Regions from separate parts of the Mus musculus genome. Here region 1 is linked to region 2. The links are chromatin contacts, called in public promoter capture Hi-C maps. All regions are on one chromosome and are shown on one strand. The core of a region is the stretch at or near the end of the contact, and the rest is flanking DNA. Distances in the headings are between cores, read along the strand shown.

Region 1 (4,602 bases), core at 1,692-4,191, 2.7 Mb after region 2:
TTTTTACCTACATGGTATCCGTATCAGGCCAGCGGCATGCTTGCTTCTGTAGCTGCCTGTGCCAGTTAGTTCTTGTTTTGTTCTGAAGATTTATTTATTTTATGGATATGAGTATCCTACACCTACATGCCAGAAGAGGCTGTCAGATCACACATTATAGATGGTTATGGGCCAGCATGTGGTGGCTGGGGATTGAACTCAGGACCTCTGGAAGAGCAGATAGTGCTCTTAACCACTGAGCCATCTCTCCAGAACTTGCTCTGGAATATGCACTCTGAAGCAAGATTCCTAGTAAATTGTGTTTTTTTCCATTAATATTTTATTATTTTTGTTACTGTAAAAGCAAAAAAAAAAAAAAAAAAAAGCTTATTAGGTATATTGCAAAAGTAGAACAAAGTATAAAAATGTCAACCACATTTCTGCTACCCCAAATTATCACTCTTTGTAATATGGAGTATTATTTCTCATGTGGTTTTGATTTTCAAAAAAAAAAAATGATGACATTTCTTTTTTTCTGTGGGGAGGTAGTGTATTCCTAACACAGGGAGGCTGAGGTCAGAAGATAATCTGCATTGCTAATTCTCTCCTTCTGCCATGCGGGTGCTGGGGATAGAACTGAGGTCAGCAGGCTTATTGGAAAGGGCTTTAACCCACTGAATCATCTCAGTCCTCCCTTCCTCCCCCAAAGCTTGGTTAATGTTGCTGTTTGGGTTTGGTTTGGTTTGGTTTGGTTTGGTTTGGTTTGGTTTGGTTTGGTTTGGTTTGGTTTGGAGATGGGGCTCTAGCATACTCCCAGGGAGGCCAAATTTCCTGGAGCTCGAATTTCTGGCAGTGGAGAGCCTATGTAGGGGTTTAATGGAAATGAACTGGGATCTTCTGGAAGAGCAGTTATCTCCCCAGCTCTCACCCTGCATGTATTATTTATTTTAAAATAAATACACACACATCACATTCCACAAGTCCATATGCAATTCTATATCCTCGTTTTGTTTTGTTTGAAACAAGGTCTCACATAGCCCAGGCTAGCCTCAAGTTCAATAAGAACTCCAGATCCCGCTACACACTTCCCAAGCAGTGGCATAGCAGGTGTGGACCACCGTGGAGCGCTCATTACTCAGCATTGACAAGGCGTTGTCAAGCGCTCGGAGATCTTTGCTACAGAGTTGCTGGTGAGTTTTAACACTTTCTGAAGATGTTTAATTTTGCTTCACCTCTTCTCGTTTGTAACTTTTAGAGTATTTTTTATAAGCAATTTCGTAATGGACACATTTTGTTTTGTTTTGTTATTTTGAGACAAGGTCTCACAAAACCAAGACTGACTTGCGAGCTATGTAGTCAAGAATGATCTTGAGGGGCTGGAGAGATGGTTCAGCGGTTAGGAGCACTGACTGTTATTCCAGAGTTCAATTCCTAGCAACCACATGGTGGCTCACAACCATCTGTAGTGGGATCTGATGCCCTTTTCTGGTGAGTACAAAGACAGCTACAGTGTATTCATATCCATAAAATAAATAAATAATTCTTTTAAGAAAAGAGAGAGAATGCCCTTGAACTTCAGATCTTCCTGCTGAAAGGTGGGACTACAGGCCAGTGCCGCCACATCCTGTTTAAGTAGTAATGTGGAACAAATCCAGAGCCTCGAGTGTGCTGATCCACTCTGCCACCAAATTACAGCCTCAGCCCCCACAGTGGCCTTAAATTTTTATCTGGTAGGTGTATTTTCTAACATACTGTCTCCTGTGTGAAATTAATAAAAGTAAACTGTACAAACGCACTTTTAGACCTCTGGAGAGAATTTAAGAGCTTTCCGGACACCCATCCCATAACCATACCTCTCCCCCACAACACTACTGACTGTAGGACCCGACCCTCAGAAAATTCCCTGTGTCCTTGCATCAAGGACGAGGTGACACCCTGGTCTTGGCAGGGTGCGGTGGCCTCCTCCCGGGTTGGTCTGAGTTAGCTTGAAGCAATAAAACTACAAATCAGTCTCTAACAAGTCTGAAGGTGAGTCCTCCGTTGGTGGCCTAAGGGCTTTTCACCTTTGCCTCAGCCCACAAAGTCCACCCTGAAGATCAACCCAGGCCAGGGTTGCTCTGACGCTGGGCTCTCCTCCTTAAGTCCCTTCTTCCTTGGTGCCCGCTGTACTCAAAGATTTCTAGTTCACCTGTCCGACCTCTCCTGTCTCTCAGTGCCTCTTTACGCGCATATGCACTTCCTCGTTAGCTTCATGTCCCACACCATGCACCCTGTCTCCCGCTGCCGCGTAGATCCTCCAGCCCAGGCTTTTCCGTTTTGCCCAGTCTGTTCTCCTGGCAGCACTTTCTCCCTAAGGTCTCCTTCCCATACCCTTCCCTTGTCCCTCAGTTTTCCTCCGCACGTCGATGCTTCAGTCCACTGCGAACGTGATCTCTGCTGCAAGTCTGTCCCTGCTTCCCGCAGACCCCACTCAACATAGGAGACCTTGCGGCCTGTCAGATCCGGCTTAGCATTTCGTTCCATAACCGGCTTGCTCACAACCCCACTATGGAGCCGGACCTCTGCTCAGGATCCCGCGCTGGGATTGGGAACCTGCTCAACATCCCATCCCGGAATGGAGACCCTGCGACCCTCCATATCCCGCTCAGCACCACTCCCTGAGGTGGAGGCCCCGCGTCCCTCCTGACCTAACACAGCATCTCGCCCCAGAGCCAGAGGACCTCGCTCACCATTCCTGGCCCGGACCAGGACATCTTGCATTCTTCCAGACCCCGTTCAGCATCCCTCGCGGAGCGAGGTCCCTATTTACCATCCTAACGGCCTAGAACATCCTGCATCCCTCCAGACCCATCTCAGCATCCCACTCCACAACCAGGACTAAACCTGCGGCCCGCTGTCCTCTCTAGCCCGGGTAACTCTTCCCTCTTGCACTTTCTCTACTTTGAACCCATCCCAGCAGAGTCCAGGAAGTAGCCTGGCACCGGAGACCGGCAGCGATGGCGCCCAATGGGAACTGCCAGCGGCGACGTGGGCCCCGCCTACATAAAGAATACGACCATTGAGCGCACAGAGGCGGGACTTCCGCTGTGCCGCGGCGGGCGGGGGAGCGCACTGTTGTGGTGCGGCGCGTCGGGCGGGCGGCGGCCGGGGCGGCCCAGGGGCTGCCGCGGGGACTCGGGGCGCCGCCGAGCGGCCAGGCGCTGGGGCGGCCCGAGCACACCGCGGGGCCCGGACACGGCAGGTTCGAGGCCGGGCCCCCGCGCGGGGAGCCACGGGGTGGAGACTTTGCCGCGCGGCGCGGAGCAGGCGGGAGCCGGCGGGGGCCTCGGGAGCCCCAGGGCGGCCGGGCCCGGATCCCGGGGGAAGCCTCGTGAGCCCCGGCCGGAGCCTCGGCGTGTGCATCCCCGCCGGGGCCCGGGCTGCAGGAGCACAGAGCAGCCGGGCCTCGCGGAGCTCGGAGCGCGCCTGACCCAGGGCGCACCGTGGGACCCGGGCGCGGGGCTGGCGAAGAGCTGCCCCGCGGGGCTAGCAGCCGCGGAGTGGCCTACAGGGGTCCTCCCCCGGAGGGGCCGGGCCGGGGCGGGGAGATGAACGGCTTCAGCACAGAGGAGGACAGCCGCGAAGGGCCCCCTGCCGCCCCCGCCGCCGCCCCGGGCTACGGCCAGAGCTGCTGCCTCATCGCGGACGGCGAGCGCTGCGTCCGGCCCGCGGGCAACGCCTCCTTCAGCAAGAGGGTGCAGAAAAGCATCTCGCAGAAGAAACTCAAGCTGGACATAGACAAGAGCGTGAGTCTCGGGGCATAGCGCAGGGCCGCGGGAAGGGACCCCGGGGACGCTCCGCGCGGTGGGCCTCGCCGCGCAGTCTGTGCAAAACAGGGGACTCAGGTTCTTGGAGGCCGCTCGGTGCTCCGCGACGCTGCCCGCGTCCCCGAGGGTGGGCTGGGAAACCAGGGAGGGCTTGGCACACTCTCCCTGCCTGGGAAAGCGACAGCAGTTTCCAGCTGTCACTGTTGCGCCGAATAGCAGAGCAGAGAGAGGTGGGTTACTTTTGCAAGAATTGGGCAAAAGAGGTGACAAGGGAACCGGGAGGATCTTCTCCAACTTCGTCCTCCCTCCAGGGACCTTGTCGCTCTTTCAGACACTAGCAAGGTGGCCGCGACTTTCCTGTCTGCCGCGGCCTCCGGTCTCTGCAGCGCAACACAGAGCCCGCTTCGCTGGCAGCGAATGAGTTTTTCTGAGATGTGGCAGAAATAAGGCCAAGGCCGGGTCTTAAATGATTTGCTGTGGATGTGATTGAAGGGGGCGGGGAATCAGCTTTCTTGCGGGGATTAGCATCTTTGGTAATGCCGTTGGAGGTGGAGAGGTGCAAATTTAAAATGGAATGAGATTGCCCTATGCCTTGTGGCTAATTATAAGAAACTTCCTGAGTGATTTCACCTACTCTGGTCCTCAAGATGTGCCTACTGCCAACCGGTTAAGAACTTTTCAGTTTGACATCTGTTGCTGCAAGCCCTGAGTGGCAGCTTCCAGGTTAGGAATTGAGACTGAGTTAAGGAACTTCTCATATTCAGGAGTTTGAATGATTACTGTTCAACGGTTTGGGGAAATCAGACATTGCTTGGTA
Region 2 (4,021 bases), core at 1,288-3,787:
GATACTGTTCCAAGCCTGGGGAGTTCTTATGAAGGCTCAGCTGCCCTCACTGCTGCTGGTCACCCCACTCTGCACAAGCCTCACATCCTGGCCTTTCTGAAGACTTTAAGCCCTTGGCTTTTATTGGGGGGAACTGCTGCCAAACTTCCCCACCCAAGAAGCCTTCCTCTCAGTCCGGGGAGGCTCTCCTGCAGCATGCCAGGCTAAATCTTGGCCTGGCTCCCAGTTGGCCCTCATTGCATTCCTAGGCACCTGCTCCATGCTCTGCACAGACGGCAGGGGGTTGGGTGGGAAGGGAAAGGCTAGATGTCAATGGAAGGAAGAAAACCAATCTCATATATATATTTATATATATATATGTAGTCCTGGTTCTCAATATGTAGACCAGGCTGTCCTCAAACTCACAAAGACCCACCTACCTTGGCCTCCTGAGTTCTGGGATTAAAGTTGTGTGCTACCATACCCAGCAAGTCTTCCATATTTTTTTAATTAAGAAAAACATTAAAAATTTGTATATATATAGGTGTTTTGCTTGCCACGTGCATGCTGGCTGCACAGAGACCAGAAGGTGTTGGATCTCATGGTACTGAAATTTCAGATAGTTTTGAGCTGCCATGTGGGTATTGGAAATTGAACTTGGGTCCTCTGGGAGAACAGCCAAGGCTCTCAACTACTAAGGCACCTCTCCAGCCCCCTAGCTGCCTCTGAGCAGCCATCCTACCATTCGGCTCTCATAGCCTCTCTGAGCCTTAGGGGCCACACCTGTAATGCGTGGAAGCTTCATTCTACAGCTCAACCTGGTCCCCAGGACCTTCCTGGCACAGAACAGGAAGTGAAAATATTTAGGGAGTGTCATTATTGTGGTCTGACTCTTGTGACCTCCTGAACCTCTATTCTAGAGTTCTATCTCCCAGGGGTATTGGCAGACTGTGTAGATATACCGGGTGCTCACGACTTGACACCCGCATTGGAAATTAAGCAAAAAGCACCAACCAGGAGGGTTAGGAACAGGTGGGAACTTAGCCAAAAAGCAGCCCACTATCCAGCTCACAGGCACCGTGAGCAAAAGAACCCAACGAAGCTGCACAGGCCCAAGGCAGACATGGAGGCCCTTTGAGGCAGCAAAGGTGAAGGGCTTTGCAGTTATCAAGAAGCCCTTAGAAGCCAGGTATGGTAGCCCAGGCCTATAATTTCAACATTAGGGAGGCTAAGTAAAATTGAAAGTTTGGGGCCAATCTAGGCTACATATTGAGAGCTTGTCTAAAAAATCTGAACAAAAACATCCAGCCTGCTGTGGTGGGGAGGCTGGTAATCCCAGCATTGGAGAGGCAGGTGAATTAGCAGTGCAAGGCCAGCTTTGGCTACACATTAAGTTTAGGACAGCCTGGGCTACACCAGACCCTGTCTCCAAAAGTGGGGATGGGGAGAAAAATAAAACAATGAAAAGTTAGTCCAAGTGCAGGGGAGGGTTCAGAGAACACACACACACACACACACACACACACACACACATTGACAAAGTTAGGGGTAGATAAACAGAGGTAACAGGAAGACTAATGAGCTGAAGTTCCTTGCAAAATTAATCATTTTCACAGTGGGGACTGATGAAGTTCACGGGCTGTCCATCCCCACAAGGGGTGGAGAGACTGGCAGACAGGAAAAAACGACTAGGACTCTAGAGTGCCTGTTTCCTTCTCTGGGCCCCCGGCTGTCCTCAGTGGATTTGGCCCTGAATCTAGGCTCTGACCTCCTGACGTTTCTCAGACCTCAAGGGGCAGAAACCTGAGTCAGTCTCTTGGGCTCTAACCCAGCTTCAGGGCTCTGGGGCGGGAGGGACAGGAAGGAGGAGAGAGCTGCAGGAGACTACAAATCAACTCCCACTTTGGCTCCTCCCAGCTACCCTAAGGGCAGCCCACGCACCGCTCAGTTCCCGCAGGAAGCCCTGACCCGCTTCCTAGGCTCTAAAGGGTGCAGTGATCCCAGGCGAAACTCGTTAAGAGGCAGCCTGTGTCTAGCAGCCCTTGGGCAGACCAGGGAGTTGAGGTTTCCAACAGGTCTCAGGTGATGCTGGTGCTGTCCGGCTGTGGACCTATCAGAGATTGCCGGCCTTAGACCTTAGCTCAAGGCGCAGAGAGGTTAAGAACTCTGTCCTCTACTACACAGTGACAGCCCCACACTGAAGGCCACCTGCCACGGACACACCAGTCACCTCCCCGCGGGGACAGCAGGGTCAGCTGCAGTTTGTCTGGGACTGAGTGTGTTAACTCGGCTTCTGATTGCCGGGTCGGGCGGAGACAGAGCACCCCCACCCCCGCACCCCAATCTCCATGACTGCCCCCCCCACTGCTGTCCATCTGGTGTCCTCTGCTGTCCCTCTGAGCGCCCCCCAAGCAGACCTCCGTGTGCGGGCTCCCGGTACCTTCTCTGCGCGCTTGCCGCGGCTGTGCCGGCTTTGCCTGCAGCCCATCCTGCTTCGCGCGTCCCGCTGGCTGTGACTCTCAACCGCCCGGAGCTGCAGCCGCGCCGGCTGCGCGCCTTAAATGCCGGAAGAGCAGGGCCTGCGCGGGGCCCCGGCCGAGCCGGGGCCGGGCCAGGGCAGGTGCCAGCGGCGCTCCACGCCAGAAGTACCTGAGGCCGGGGCAGGAGAGATCCCCAGGAGCCACAGATGGTTCTCAGGACCCTCTGATGAGAAAGAGCTGAGAGGGAAAAGAACGAAAACAATTAAACCAGGCGTTGTGGCACACGTCTGTAATCCCAGTTCTGAGGAGGTGGAGGCAGGAGGATCACAAGTTCGAGGACAGTCTGATATATATAGGGGGTTTAAGACCAGGCAGGGCTACATGATAACCTGTCATACAAAGGGAACGGGGTTGGAGAGAGATCTTAGCAGTTAAGAGTATTTTTCTGCCCTTCCAGGGAACTATGGTTCAACTCCAGACACCCACATCGGGTGGCTCAAAGATGCCTGTCCGGCTCCAGCACATGGGCCTTTTAACCTCTGAAGGCACTGAGGGTGAGTGCCTATAGACCCAGCACTTAGGAGGCTGAGGCTGGAGTTTCAGGAAGAGGCTACAGAGTAAGTAAGAGCTTATCTCAAAAACAAAACTAACCAAGCAAGCAACCAAAAGAACAAGCCAGCTGCAGGCTCAGTGGGAAAGGCAGTTGCCTGTGATGCCGACTTGAGCTCCATCCCCAGGCCCCACTTGGTGGAAGGAGAAAAGGAACATGCATGCCAAGGCTCACACACTGCATTACCCATTCATAACTAAATCTACATTTCCTGAGCTGAAAAGGCCAATCAATTTGCAGTTCCAGGAGCCTGAGGCAAAAGGACAACCACAAGTTGGAGGTCAGTCTAGGCTACAGAGTGAGCCCTTGTCTCAAAAGAAAATGAATTAAAATTATCTCAGTGAGTAAAGGTGCTTGCTACTAAGCTGATGACCTAAATTCAATTCCCAGGAAAAAGAGAGCCAACTCCTGAAATTTGTCCTCTGATCTCCATATGTAGGCCATGTGCACACATGTGTGCACACACACTCACTCTCCCCTCTTCAATAAACAAATGAATAAATGAAATAAAAGTATACTTCAGAGAGGGACAATGCTGGTAGCAAGGCCCAGAGCCCAGGTCAAATGCTCCCCCAAACCTGGCTTTTGTAACACCCCTGCAAATAAATGACACCCACTTTCATTGTAAGCTTTCCACAAGGCTGGGCCAATAGCTTTCCCCAGCTCACAAGATCTGTGTGACATAGTCTTCTCTCCTCAGGACAGACACTGCAAGCTTGCCAGATGCAGTGGGAATGGGGACAATAGGGTCAGAATCTAGGACAAGAGACTCCTTTCTATCTTCTTGGAGTGCTCACTGGGAGCTGCACGTGGGAAGGCGATAACAGCTTTGAAAGTCAGCGCTCCAGAGTACTGGGCACAGGTTAGAAAATCCGTGTCAGGGTCACAAACTCTCTGAAAGTTGTATTGAAGAAAGAGACCCAGTGCAATGAATAACACATTCAAGGCAATG

Evidence for each region. Promoter capture Hi-C pulls out the DNA fragments that hold promoters and counts their contacts.
Region 1: a promoter capture Hi-C map of liver shows a contact between it and region 2, with 6 times the contacts expected there. The contact joins the promoter of 2010001A14Rik here to the promoter of Ccdc69 in region 2. A contact is called at or near these places in 2 of 39 promoter capture datasets (hippocampal neurons and liver) and 1 of 115 datasets of contacts at active chromatin or transcription factors (embryonic stem cells).

The regions. Positions count from the first base shown.
Region 1 is chr11:57,798,526-57,803,127 of GRCm38.p6, forward strand. 2010001A14Rik (RIKEN cDNA 2010001A14 gene) reads right to left here and starts at 2,942. Exons shown (of 4, transcript NR_131042.1): 1 at 2,709-2,942. Sap30l (SAP30-like) reads left to right here and starts at 3,112. Exons shown (of 4, transcript NM_001081168.1): 1 at 3,112-3,764. The coding sequence starts at 3,567.
Region 2 is chr11:55,075,594-55,079,614 of GRCm38.p6, forward strand. Ccdc69 (coiled-coil domain containing 69) reads right to left here and starts at 2,538. Exons shown (of 7, transcript NM_177471.4): 1 at 2,420-2,538. The coding sequence starts at 2,467.